Linked DNA regions of Danio rerio: region 2 is linked to region 1. Evidence: chromatin contacts called from public HiChIP or PLAC-seq data. All regions are on one chromosome and are shown on one strand. Each heading gives the region's core, a stretch centred on a gene start, on an enhancer-like site or on the middle of the called end of the contact. The rest is flanking DNA. Distances are from core to core; before and after follow the strand shown.

Region 1 (7,437 bases), core at 2,614-5,113:
TTTTTCAACCAAGTTACTGGATGACCACCTGCTCTGCACATTTTCCATCAATCCTTAACCAAACACACCTGATTCAGATCATCAGCTCATTAGCAGAGATTGAAAGACCTGTAATGGGTGGGATAGACAAAGGAGACATCCAAAACATGCAGTGCTGGCGGGCCTCTAGGAACGTGGTTGAGAAACACTGATGTAAATGAAAAATGCTCAAAACATTTAAATGTATTAGTTAAAAACAGTGCCTTATTCATTTTGTTTTTTAGAATTTCAAGTTTTCACAAATGTTATGTTTGAATATGCAAACATGGCACTATCTAGTTGTGTATTTACTGATTTGCATACATTTCCAAAACAGAAATCTAATCGCTGGATGGTCAGGTTCACAATTATTGTTTCATTTTGTTGTCAGGGTTAGAGTAAAGCTTTTGGTCCCATTTTATATTGAGTGGGCCTGACTAATATGTATTTACACTGAAAATATTATTGAAAATAATTAATTACATTGTTCTTATTGTGTAAATGGTTTCACATTGTACTTATGCTTGATTCAATACATGTAATTAGTACATGTAATTAGATCTATAATTAATTTCTGGAATTCCATCTAATAACACATTGACCATGCTTTACACCTTAACCAACCTTTAAACCTACCCAAAACCTCCAAACCTTTCTCTAATCATACCCATACCTCACCTTCATAGCAGAAGTGATCTATAAGACATTAAGAACACATTGAGTACATTGTATTTATATATTTTTTTATGTAAACACTTAGAAGTTAAGAATACTTAATGGAACCAAGGTGTTTACACAGGGGACTTTGAGGATATATATGTTTATCACTCCTCAAATCTCATTAAAATAAAACAAACTCTCCTGTAAAAAGCTCCAGAATAAAGAAAAAAAATGCAATTGGTTTATGAAAGCACAACTTTAGTGGATATTTCTAAATTAAATTTTGAAGGACTGCTTTTAAATATATTTATATATACATTGTATACACACACACACACACACACACACACACACACAAACACACACACACACACATACGCACTCACACACACACACCACACACACACACACACACACACACACACACACATATATATACATATATATATATATATATATATATATATATATATATATATATATATATATATATATATATATATATATATATATACAGTTGAAGTCAGAATTATTAGCCCCCTTCAAATTTTTTTCTTTTTTGTTTTATATTTTCCAAATTATGTGTAACAGAGCAAGGACATTTTCACTGTGTGTCTGATAATATTTTTTCTTCTGGAAAAAGTCTTATTTGTTTAATTTCAGCTAGAATAAAAGCCGCTATTAATTTTTAAAACACCATTTTATGGACAAAATTATTAGCCCCTTTAAGCTATATTTTTTCCCCAATAATCTACAGAACAAACCATCATTATATATAACTTGCCTAATTACCTTAACCTGCCTAGTTACCCTAATTAACCTAGTTAAGCCTTTAAATGTCACTTTAAGCTGTATAGAAGTGTCTTGAAAAATATCTAGTCAAATATTATTTACTGTCATCATGACAAAGATAAAATAAATCAGTTATTAGAAATGAGGTATTAAAACTATTATGTTTAGAAATGTTTTGAAAAAAATCTTATCTCCATTAAACAGAAATTGGGGAAAAAATAAACAAGCGGTCTAATAATTCAGGGGGGCTAATAATTCTGACTTCAACTGTATATATATATATATATATATATATATATATATATATATATATATATATATATATATATTTGAGGCCAGAATTATAATACTAGATATTTTTCAAGACACTTCTATACAGCTTAAAGTGACATTTAAAGGCTTAACTAGGTAAATTAGGTTAACTAGGCAGGTTAGAATAATTAGGCAAGCTATTGTATAATGATGGTTTGTTCTATAGACTGTCAAAAAAATTGCTGAAAGGGGCTAATAATTGTCCCTAATATTGCTTTAAAAAAATAAAAAAACTGCTTCTATTCTAGCCGAAATAAAACAAATAAGACTTTCTCTAAAAGAAAAAAACAAACAAACAAAAAAAACAAAAAAAAAAAAACAATCAGACTTACTGTGAAAATTTCCCTGTTCTGTTAAACATCATTTGGGAAATATTTAAAAAGGAAAAAATAAAAAGGGGGCTAATAATTCTGTCTATACAGTATATATACAAAATATATAAATAATATCCGTATAAGATACAAATAGATACGTTTTAATAAAATAAACTTATATTTAAAAAAAATTCTTTTCAATAGTCTAAATCATCCCCCAAACTGACTAAAATTGAGCAATTAACATAAAGAACCTGCTTTGATTGTCTGGATTATAGGCAAATAGAAGCAAATGTTAACATTGTGAGACAGACACCTAATTTTACAGATGTGGCAAGAACAGGCAACAGCTCCAACCTTTGACTCACCTGGAGAAAATAATGGTCGTGTGGCCTGGTGTGTTCCTGAGGTGTAACTGCTAAAGTAAATAATCGTAAGTGTAGCAGGCTGGCCATCTGTCCCTGTGATGAGACACGATAAGGTAAGCTCATGTGCATTCTCTCCCAGCACACCTGTTTAAACAGTCAAAGGTGTTTGATTACTGTATTCAAAATCATACGGCCACATAATCGCCTCAGCAAATGTCACGCACTCGGTGCACTTTTAGTGTGGTAAATGGTTAACAATTCTTTAAAACTCTGAATAGTTCAGCTATGAGGTCATTAAACTATTGATTTCAGTTATATTGACTGAAGGTTTAGGAAATGACTGTCTGCTTAGAGGAGATAGTGAAGATGCATGGCTTTATCTCACAATAATGTGAGAATGGACTGCTTTTGTTGTTATTTTCTATTCATGATAGATGACTTGATTACGTAATGCATATTCAGATCTGTTTTTATCAAGTTAAACAGTTATTCGAGGCAGACACTTTCAGTGTGGAACAACAACTGATGCTTTGAGCTCGACTTTGGCTCTACTGCGCCATCTAGAGGCATAAACGAGAGCCGTTTTGAACAGTCATGATGCCAAATGCTGTTTCCTCATCTCTTTCATTTGACTGTCTGCTGTGTGAGAGCATTCAGAAATCAGCTTCATTCTAGGAGCTAGAAATACACAGTTTGGAAGGATGTGCTACTCTAAATCGGCTGTTTAAGAAACGTACACTGCTGGAAACCTATGTATTATTTTGTATTATTTGCAACCAGTGCGCGTGACACTAACATAAACAAGAACATGCTGCCTTTGAATGAAGAAGCGCGTGGCATGTGCGCGCACTGTCTGTCTCTGTGTGTAAATAAATAAAACGCGCGGCTTTGTGAATATTACTTTGTAAGACATTGTGTGTTTTAAAAACTACAATTTATTAATTTTGCAACGTAATATTGTAAATGCCTAGTATTTTAAGCCTCTCTGTGATTTTTGTTACATCAGCAGTGAGACTAAGTAAACACTTGATTGTGAAAAGCCGAGTTTAATAACACTGTTTTAATCACTCACAATCAAACATCAGAATTGCTTATCCGAACTTAGACACCCTTGCCAAATTCAGCGTGCGATCTAGGAAAGGGGGGCCGCATAATGTGCCTTTAAAACTAAGTTTGCAGTGTAGATGGAATGAGGTCAGACAGAAAGCTTCTCATTGCACGCGCCGATTATTATTAGATACTATATTCAGCCAATGGAAAGCGACGGGGCGCGGCTTTGGCTGAGGATAGGCTAGTGACAGCAGCTGATTGGCTGGATTCTCTTTCCTTTATACCTTCGGAAGAGAATAAATCCTTGTGAGGCGGTTTAGCAGAAGTATTGAAAGTTGTGAAGGGTGATCGGAAGCTCAGAGCATGAAAAAGTGCAGTCGTCTAAACCTACCGCATGGTCATACGACAAACTATGCTGAAGACACTTGTCCGTTTCCATTAAACGGCTTCAGATACTTTGCGTCCAGAGCGCACTCTGGGTTCGTTTTCAGTCGAACCGGCAGTTGAACGACAGACTGTTGATTTTGACGAGATTGCCAGGATTGACAGAGCTCCTGACTGGGATATGCGCTTTGCGGATGGCGCGCTGAACCAAAAGACAGCAGAAGCAGCAACTTTGTTTCCACATTGACCAAAGCATATTTTATACAAGAGTGAAGAAGAAAGACTCTTAGCGCTTTCAACGCGTCTAGCGCTGCAGCACGTGTAGGATTTTTGTGCGCAATTAAAAGTTGAGACTGTTGTAGTGCATGGGCACAGACCTGGCTATGGTGGAGCAGACGCACACCAGCAGCAGCAGCAGTAGCGACGTGCTCCCCGGCGACTCCATTGATTCTGGGGAGATGGACTTAGACATGGACGCCTCTCCGACTCCAGGCTCTCCAAATTCAGCCGGTGATAAAATGGACATTGCCTGGTGCAAAACCCCATCGGGACACATCAAGAGGCCAATGAACGCATTCATGGTCTGGTCGCAGATTGAGAGGCGCAAGATTATGGAGCAGTCGCCGGACATGCACAACGCGGAGATCTCCAAGAGACTCGGCAAGCGCTGGAAACTTTTAAAAGACAGCGACAAGATCCCCTTCATCCGCGAGGCCGAGCGCCTGCGGCTCAAGCACATGGCAGACTATCCAGACTACAAATATCGACCTCGGAAGAAGGTGAAGTCATCCAGCGGAAAGACTGGAGAGAAGGCGGAGCGCGTGAGCGCTAGCCCCGGCGCCAAGTCTGCATCCAAAAAGAGCTCGAAAACTCTCAGCAGGACGCACAGAAAGTCCACAACGCTCGAGCTGACCTCACACTCCGTCCCTGCAGACCACCACGCACTCTACAAATCCAGGTCCGTGTCCGCCGCCAAACAAATCCCAGAGAAACCAGCAAAGCGCGGGCATGTGTACGGGGGATGCAGCACAGACAGCAGCCCGCCCTCTGTCGCGGTGCCGGCCAGTCCCACCCTGAGCAGCTCGGCGGAATCCAGCGACCCGCTGAGCTTGTACGAGGACGGGCTCGCGAGCGGAAAGGAAGACGCGGAGCCTGCCGCGCGCTTCAAGTACACCCGCGCGCCGTCTCCGACGCCCTCCGCCTCGCACTCGTACTCCTCGCAGTCATCCTCCTCGGATGAGGAGTTCGAGGACGAGCTGGCGGACCCCAGCCCTGGCTTTGACAGCTTCAGCACCTTTGGCACAGCGCCTCTGGACAGAGATTTGGAGTTCAACTTTGAGTCGGGCTCCGGCTCGCACTTTGAGTTCCCCGACTACTGCACACCAGAGGTGAGCGAGTTGATGATATCAGGGGACTGGCTCGAATCCACGATATCTAACTTGGTGTTCACTTATTGAGCGCTAGTTATGAAAGGACAGCTTTGAGAGAAAAAAAAAACACTCAAAATGACTGGAGGGCTGCAAACTCCTCCGAGACGAGTCAGACGACGAGTCAACGACATGATTCCTCGTGTTTATCATGCATCAGATACTGTGGGTTTTCATTATCCACTGACAAGAGTGCAGATGAAAGTGCTTAGCTTGCTCGTTTGGTGCTGGAGGGAGGCGCGCTTTGGACGCAGAGGAAGGCATTGCGCGGTGGCGAGTTGACGTTGTGCGCCCTCTTCGACTTAAAAAGGGACGTTTTTAAAGAGAAAAAAAAGTCTGGTCTGAATGCTTGTTGTGCTGGAGGTACTGAGCGGAGAGCATGCGAGCGATTCATTTGCTCGCGCTTGAGATTGTTTACCAGAATCGTTTGTTAGACCAGAGTCGCATGCTTTCATTACGATTTAACTACGAAAGGCTGTCGAGAAGCGTAACTGATGTTGATTGATTCTTTGAAACCGAATGGCAGACGCAAAAACAAACACAATCACCAGCTTTTCTGTCGTCATGACATCAGGATTCAGACGCAACTCAGATGATTCGACTCTTTTACACTACAAATCAGGACCAAAATTCATCAGAGGAGCGTTTATTCTCTCTCTCTCTATCTCTCTCTCTCTCTGTCTGCTTTTTACTTTTTCATCCTCGAGTAACTTTTCTGCGCTGGCATTTTTATACTCTCGATGTATTTATAACGGCCAAACATTGCTCCTCTAACTCCCCTCAGTCCGTTGTGTTCTAGTCAGTCTGTTGTGTGTATAGGCTACTACACATGCACATGTCCGTCTGTCTCGCGGAAGGGCTAGACTTGTTTCGTATTATTTAATTGATGACCTCTCACATGGAACGGAGATTAAATGTTTCATTATTTTCTGAGTGTATTTTTGTACAAAATCTATCGAGGGGGTGTCAATCGGTGAATATCGCTGTTTGGATTTCCGATTTTTAAAAGCAGGGGGTTGGGTTGTCTCCAAAATCTGCCCCCTAAACATGTTTACAGTGTCAATCCACAGGCTTCTTAAAGAGACAGTATCTGCATTTCAACGACCAATCGTCATTAGCCTACGATGCGCGCGCTGAGTGAGGTGTTTTATGTAGCTGCAGCAGCGAAGGCTGCGATTTATTGGGGATACTGTACCTTTTGAATACCGACTTCTTTGTGCTTTTTCTAGTGACACGTTTCGGTTTGAACCACTGGATGGAATTACAGATACGGTCGAAATGCCTATAATTCATGAACAATGAAGTACATCTTCACTCCATAATTGTACAAGGATATTTAATCTTTTCTACTTGTTGGCTAAATGTAGCTAATTGTTTTAGTATATTATGGCATGGCGAATAGCATTTTGTATTTCTCAATTCAGGTTTATGTAGAGCAGTTGTGTTTAAGGCAGAGGATCAACATGAAGATTTCTATGTACAATGACTGTAAAATAAGTAAAAGATTGCGTGTTTATGTCTGACAATGATATATCATGACAGGAGCGAGAACATATATCTTTATACATCCCTATGTTTAAGAGTGTTGTTCATGACTTTTGGAATATATAGATATGTTTTATTGTTTCATTTTGTGCAATATGCTGTGTACAATATTGTTTTGTCTTGCCATACCATATCTCAACATTTGAGTAGTGAACTCAAAAAGCCAGCCAATTGTGTCAAGTCACTGCCTGTCAGACCTCTGTACAGAACTTTGTCTTTTTCCAAGAAGGAAATAAAATCAGCTGGAACTGAACGTCTTACGTTGCAAGACTATTTCTCTTCACAGTTAAACACTTCATAAAAGTAAAGAATAAGCCTGCACCACAATGCTTCACTTTTGACAGCAGTATTGCCTCACTACACCAACACTGAAAGAAAAAATAATGGCTTCACGCTTATCACACTCGAAGCAAAACAACCACACTGCATACATTTTTTAAAATAAAGGTTTTATATTGACATTAATGGTTTCAGGAAGAACATTTAACATCCAAACTCAGCAAAACAGTTATTCATACTAAAATATGGTTCTGTTTCTAAGGAATAGTTTACTGAACAAGTCTTTGA
Region 2 (7,437 bases), core at 2,744-5,243, 320 kb before region 1:
TTAACCACTAATCTGACAAAACGAAAAATAGTTACGTTTTCTTGTGAGATCAGGCTGGTACATTAAACCAGGTAACCTAGTAGATAAATCTAAAACTAGACCCTTGTGTTTTTGTGTGTACAGCCAATCAGTATGTTTAGTAAAATTATGATGTCATCACCCCTCTACACCCCTGGTGGACTACACGCATGCAGTGTACTGTATGCATGCTTCAAGTCGTCATCTTCGTTTTTAGTGTTTCTCTGATGCAGAATTACATCCCCACATACTGGTCTGGCATGCATAATACAACATTTTGACTTAATTTTGTTGGTTTTTCATGTACCCAGAAATTTCTTGAGACAAATAATTGCAGCATCAAATATGACAGAAACTGTTCAGGCAGAGTAAGCGGTAGCAAAAGTGAGAGAGTGAAAGTAGGCCTATTCACCTCTAGCAGCGGTGCACCTGCACGGCAGGACAGTGCGAGGAGCAGGTGCATGGCAGGTGGCCCCACACCTGTCCACACTGTGCTGAGAAGAGAGACAGCTGGCAGCCTGAGTCATCTGATGAGCAGAGTTCAATAACCGCTTGTAGAAAAGTCTGTCTTTACAGCTCATATGCCTCTGTGAAGCAGACGCACACCTCTCCTTGTTCTAGCAAAGTCCCTTAATAATAAAGAGGCTGTCCACCACCTGTGCACTCTTGCCAAATATATGAGGTGTTATGTAATTTACGTGCGGTGGGAAATCAGGTTTAATAGTAACCTGTAATTTGAAAGGTGGAAGCTTTTAATATGCGGGTTGAATAGAAACACAAAAGGACAGAATCTGATTTCATATTTTCATTAAAGCTAGACAATGTGGTCAAAGTGATCACACTGCAGCGTGTTCTTCACAGATATATTTACAGAAATTTGCGACATGTAGTGACATGCATGGTCTACTTAGGGGTCATTTAAATACTGAAACCTTTTTATTTTCAGAATGTTGACTGTACAGATACACAATAAGAGATTTTGGGAGGGGGGCTTATAATATTTATGATTTCTTTTTTCGTAAGGCTCCCTTAAACATTAGGATGAAGATAATGATACTGTCATTAGCTGAGTCCCAAATCGCATACTTATGTTTTGTAGTATAGTGTAAGTTGTTTGTTCACACTGAAAACTCTAACAATTGTGCACTTTAATCGCCTGGACGATGCACTTATTCAGCCAGTAAAATGAAGTTTGTAATGATGGAAACTTTACGCACTCAACGACCGTACGGGGTGGAGCTATCGGGCGCACATGTTGGATAACTATATTTATTTTGGATTTATTTTTCATACGAGAGTGATTATAGTGCCTCCTAATGGTGAATGCGGTTATACTCATGGCAGGTATTGTTTGGTAGTTTGGTCATTTATTTAACATATTTGGCAACCGTGAAACGTCATCAGGGAAACGTTTTGAATGTCCGCTTAGTAAAAAAAAAACATTTGTGCTTAATTTGGGATGATACTACAGTCATATATTATGCTGTTGAGTGTGTAAGTGCATAAGTACATACTAAAAACATGTATAGTGGGTGTGTGTGAGAGTGAGTGTGTATGGGTGTTTCCCAGTACTGGATTGCAGCTGGAAGGGCATCCACTGGGTAAAACAGATGCTGGATAAGTTGGTGGTTTATTCCACTGTGGTGACCTCTGATGAATAAAGGGACTAAGCTGAAGGAAAATAAATGAATGAATGGCCTTTAACATCACCAGTAAAAACTAGTCTTTGGGCTAATTTGGGTACATTTTCGTTCTTGGGGAATGTTGATTAATGTACACTGTCCCTTGTTATGAAAAATAAATACATTTAAACTCCCTAAGAAATCAAAACTAACCATATGATTTTGTTAGCTCACATAGTTTTGTGGTTAACAATTAATATGTGAATGTCATCCAAAAAATAAAAAATAAATAAACTGTTCTTCTAATCTTTAATTGAAAACTGTAAAAGCACTTCCTGTTTTTTTCAGTTAATTTGCCAGATTACATATATTTTAGGAATTGGAACTTTTTCAGTTTTGACAACATAAATGGTGAAAAGGAGAAGTCAGTTAGGTTGTAATAACTCTCCCCAAACCTTTTCCAACTATTCTGAATCAAGTGTCTGCTTTACTACATCCATTCAGCTTGTAGTAGAAAAAAACAAGCCATGCTCACTGTTGTGTCATTTAATATTCCATTTTTCTAGGAACTGCATCACAATACAAAAAATTATGGCCGCAGCTTCTGGTTCATGGGGACTTTAAACTTAAACTTACAGAAAGGTGAACTTTTGATGCAGTTTTAAAAATAATCTATATTTTAATAATATTTTAACACCACAGTTAACATTGCAAATGTAAGATAATGTCACAGAAGAGCAAAGTCATCAATTGCAGAATAATAGCTTTGTTAAACAGCTTATTAACACACTTTTTTAGTTATATGCAGAAATTACATTATTGGATGATCAAAGCTTTTAATAATGCAATATAAATGTAATGTGATACAAAATATAACAGTTGCAACTAATACAGTTATTTTTGTATACAAAGTGCTTTAAAAATTCAATAACAAAGAATGCTAGTAAAATAATGTATATATTTTTAATTGTCATAAAATAAAATGACTTCATGTTTAGAGCAATAACAAAGATCTGCCATGGGGTAAGAAATATTGGTTTCATTTTGCAGTGCTTTCCCTACATAGACTTCACTAGGTTACGCCGTCCAAGTATATTTCGTGACACTTTTTTTTTTTTTTTTTTGCTAATACTGTCATCCTTTCACACTATATTGTAATCTAATATAACCTTTTTGTCACTTAAAAAATGTGTCCCGGTGGGTTTCAAAATTTTCTAAAATATCCAGGATTCAACTTTTGCTTTTTAAAGCTGTTGTTTCTTATTCATATGCGTTTTTGCATTATCTTTTTACTTAAGCCTACTTTCGCTTGGCTTTGCAGCTGACTGCACACACACAGTCGTGAGAGAAACATTCAATAAATCATTCTTGAATTTAATTGGCTCAGAAAAACTTTACCATATACTCGGAGAGGAGGGAATAACTGGTCTAAACTGGCTGCAAAATATATGGACACCATTAGTAATCGTTCATCAACGCATTTGCCTTAACTTATTTTATCTACACATTTTAACCTTGTAATTATTATAATTTTTAAAGATTTTGACTGTAATTCTTCTCATTTGCCGTATATTTTATTAAGTTTATGATGTCAGGCTATATTACATAGGCTATTTTATATCTAAAATGCTTTTGCATTCTTGTTTGCTTTGAACTTGAAATTAATAATGAATCAAATTATTGTTAAAAATATAATAGTTTTGTTTATCGCATAAAGTTAACTATTTATGTGATGTGGGTAAATGGTGGGTTTCAATCCTGCTACCACTGCAAGTCTATTTCAATCCTATGGGAAGCACTATTTTGAGTTGAGTTTTTTCTTCATAACCCATTGCAAGATCTTATTTTAAGAATAAACTCCTTGAAAAATATAATTTCAAATCTTTTACTATTGGTAAATTCATTATTTGGTAAATACATATAATTTCAAAATGATGAGATATTTGTACTCTAAAACAGCAAAAATATTTTAAAACACATTCATAAAAAACTTTAATTTATCTTTAAAGTATCAACTAAAACATTGGCAAATCCATTGATTTAATACCTGCACATCCTGAATACACAAAACCAGCCAATCAGATTGTATCATGCTATTTTGAGACAGAGATTGCCATTTTTGTGTGCAATATGTCTCAGACAGTCGATGAACGGTCAGTAGGCGGGCAGACTCCACCACTCTCAATCTCTCTCTCTCTCTCTCTCAATGTGTCCTTCTCCAGCATGTCAGTCCATGGCTCAATTTTCCATTTTTACTTATGATCTGCAGTGAGACTGACCCCTGACAGGAGAGGGTCACACGGCAATGCCCATTTACAACTGGTAGTCATGGCAGCAGTGTGGAATGCTGGGAGTGACAGGTCTGGTGAATGCAGTCTGGATACTGGCCTAAACCAACTGTGAAGAGTCTGGAGATTTGTGCCGCATGTTATATGTGTTTCAGTGTAGGTCAGCTGAGTATCAATTACTATTTTTTTATTTAAAGTCTTTCAGGTATTCAAATAAACCTAGAAACACCATTTCGGATATTGAATGTTCGTTTCTTTTCATCTCATTTCAAACAAAAGCATGCTGTCAGATTAGGTCATTAAAGATTTTGTATGTCTCTAATTTAGTAATTACTTAACAACATAATTTATTTTGTATGATCTGAATTGTTTTTGTAATAATAACAACAGTAAATAATAATAGCTTTTTTCAGAAAATGTTCAAAACTTGCTTTTATATTGCAGTGCTGTTGTGGAGGTTTGCCAGCTTGTTTCTATGTGGTTGCTAAGGAGCTCTGAGTAGTAGGGATGAATGCTATTTATATTGAATATTGGCCACAAATTATAGAATCCGATTTATTTTAGCAATCTAATGCCAGACTCTGGAAATAAAAAGTATTTTTTTTCTTATTTTTATTGTTATTTTATTGTAAACATTAAAATAATATTTATTTACATAATTTATTTATAATTTTATCATTTATATATTTATTTATACATATTTATGTATTAATATCACCTTTTGTGAGCATCAACTTGTTGAACTAATTGAACTAATTAAAAAATAATCAACCATATTTATCAGAATTCTTATTGAAAAAATGGGAGATTGCATTTAGATTAAAGGTTCAAGTCACCCTGGAGTACTTTTTTGAGATTTTAACAGATTTGTGTGTGTTGGGCACAGGTTAAGACAATGTTAGCGCCTGTCAGCTTTAATTGTTGGGAAAACTGGATAATTTTGAGCTTTTGTTAGCTAATTTTATCTTTTGGGTTTAAAATCCTTATTGGGGCGAGATCAAAATCGATAACGTAGCACACATCTGCACACATCTGCTAGTGATGATGCATCGGTTTCTCATTAGTATTCATAGTGGAGTTTTCTTATCCTATAAGAAGACCCTGCTTAATTATTCATGACTGCACATGCTTTCTGATGACAAACTAATATGGATTTATGTTATCATTTGTTATCAGGTGCTACAGGTGGTTCATATACATCTGATGATATCATCATTTATAATCTAGTTCTTCTTTGACTATAGCACTTTATTCACTGCAAGCCAGTTTTTAAGCATCTAATGCACTTTTACCAATCTTCATTTAGTTTTAAATAATAATAAAACAAAATGTATGTATTTTTTTTATATAGAAATTTACCACGTGTTGAGTTTCCTCTTAAAATTTCCTCATTGGACGGTAGTGAGATTAATAATGTTTACTGCTACTAATATCTTAGTATCTAGTTAGATGGTAAACTGTTATTTAATACTTACATAAATTAATGGCTGAAAAAAGTTCCGTATTGGTTTTCTTTCCAGAAAAAAGTCTTGTAATTTGGTTAAATTAACAATATGACAAATTTTTGGATGCTCAAAATACGCCATTTAATAGTCATCACTGTCAACTGTATTCCTTATTGAATTGGCCTTCTCTTCAATCAAGTTATCAAATTAATTGGTAATTGGTAAAATCAGACCAATCAGTGAGCAAAGTATGGCAATTTGCCTTTAGCTCCACCCATGAGGCATAGAGAATGGCATAATGTAATTAAACATGAGTATTTCCTGTATAGACCTTTTTCTTCGTTGCTGCATGGAGAGCACCATAGCAAACATCGTCTTTTGGTATGGATGCTTAAAACTTCCATTTACAGCATTTACAGCCAGTAAATTATAATCAGAAAATAGTTGTCAATACCATTTTGAGTGGCTTACAGAGTGTTTTTGTGATCCACAACTTTTGATTTTGAAAGGTGTGTGTTAAAGCCGTTATACTTCTGTCAGATGTGGTTCAAGTGCAAGAGAAAAACCTTCTCCTCATTCACTGTTTTATAGTCTTACTAGCCATAAGTGGGCAAAATTGAGTGATGATTGTCTTGCTAAAAAGTCAACTGAAAGTATCGCCAGTAAATTTTGCCTTATCTTGTAGCAAGCAACAGCAAAGTACAAAATGATGTTAGTTATACAATATACATGTTAGTTTCAGTGTTCTGTATTTTTATAATTATAATTATTTAAATTTTTTATAATAATAAGCTACACTATTTCCCTAATTTAAATTTGACATGTTTAAAGTAGATAATTTTAATATAATAATTAAAATTTTATTTGTGTTTACTGTTTGCTTCAGAGAAAAAGTTGTTTCATTTCTGAATATTTTAAAATACATTTGAATAAATGTTTAAGTTAGTTAATATCTTTTCAGTTTTTTGTAACTAATACTCACTGCATTTTAGCAGTACGAAGCTACGATACAGATTATTGAGCTGAAGCTTGACTACAAAATTAAATCGCAATATCCGTCAAAAAATAAAAAAATAAAAATAAATCGCAATTAGATATTTTTACCAAATCGCACAGCCTTATTGTGTCAAACATTTTGGTGTCTTACATTTAGTTTGGGCTGGGTATATATTTGAAAAAAAAACACCAAACCATTGCTTTAGCGACAACGTTGCTCGCAAAATAATGTTTTTCATTCATATTAGATCACATTTATCACAAGTCCAGGAGGCGGTGCTAATCGACAGCAATTTTGTTCAAAGATGTTAAAAACAAGTAAATAGATCAAAACTATCCTTTTGAAGCTGTCCAAACGTGACTGTTTATACCACAGGTCTCAAAATGTATTTCTGGAAGGTCGCAGCTCTGCAGTTTTGCTCCAACCCTAATTGAGCACAGCTGATCCAACCAATCAAGATGGTCAAGTCTACGAAAGACTACTAAATCAGCTGTGTTTGATTAGGGTTTGAGCAAAACTGCAGAGCTGCAGCCTTCCAGGAATTGCTTTGAGACCTATGATTTATATGCATCAAGCTGCCGATCAGAAGTTCTTGGCATCCTCATTACGCATACACGCAAAGCATAATAGGTAATTTTGCATTCTAAGAAAAAGGTCTATATGAATGGAGATCAAAATTAGAGATCAACCTACTATTTCCTATTTAATTTTTTTTTCTAACATTAGGCACATGTGCTTATGATACTACGGTACTGTCGCTCCTTCCACTTGCAGTTGTACAGTACATAGATTTTAGATTTCCGAGTTTCAGTCAATACTGTCCCAGTTTGACACTTTTGTTCCCTTGCCTGAATTTTTCTCCTTTTCCTGTTTATATTCCAGCACACTGTAGCTTGTTAGTCTGGGCAGCAGGCAGCGATGAGGTCTTCCAGTTTGAGGTGGATGAAGGTGGTGTTCCTGAGCAGTGGCTGTCTGTCTGTTAAAAGGAGTCCCCCTGCTTCGCTCTGCAGTGACCCCGACTGTAATGATGCATCTGTGAAGGCACACACACTCACACACATGGAAAT

The links. HiChIP or PLAC-seq counts read pairs in DNA pulled down with a chosen protein or histone mark.
Region 2: an H3K4me3 HiChIP or PLAC-seq map of embryo shows a contact between it and region 1, with 7 times the contacts expected there. The contact joins the enhancer-like site here to the promoter of sox4a in region 1. A contact is called at or near these places in 5 of 18 Hi-C or Micro-C datasets (caudal fin, embryo and hematopoietic stem cells) and 2 of 4 datasets of contacts at active chromatin or transcription factors (caudal fin and embryo).

The regions. Positions count from the first base shown.
Region 1 is chr19:31,207,774-31,215,210 of GRCz12tu, reverse strand. It overlaps sox4a (SRY-box transcription factor 4a), which reads left to right and starts at 3,863. Exons shown (of 1, transcript NM_213122.2): 1 at 3,863-7,123. The coding sequence starts at 4,264. The coding sequence ends at 5,355.
Region 2 is chr19:31,530,372-31,537,808 of GRCz12tu, reverse strand. LOC141379118 (a long non-coding RNA gene) reads left to right here. Exons shown (of 3, transcript XR_012395110.1): 3 at 7,253-7,437. Among named protein-coding and RNA genes, the nearest start is that of e2f3, 230 kb to the left of the region's middle. Within about 2 kb of position 3,993, at least 8 of the 62 cell types and tissues checked have an H3K27ac peak or open chromatin away from gene starts, as enhancers often do.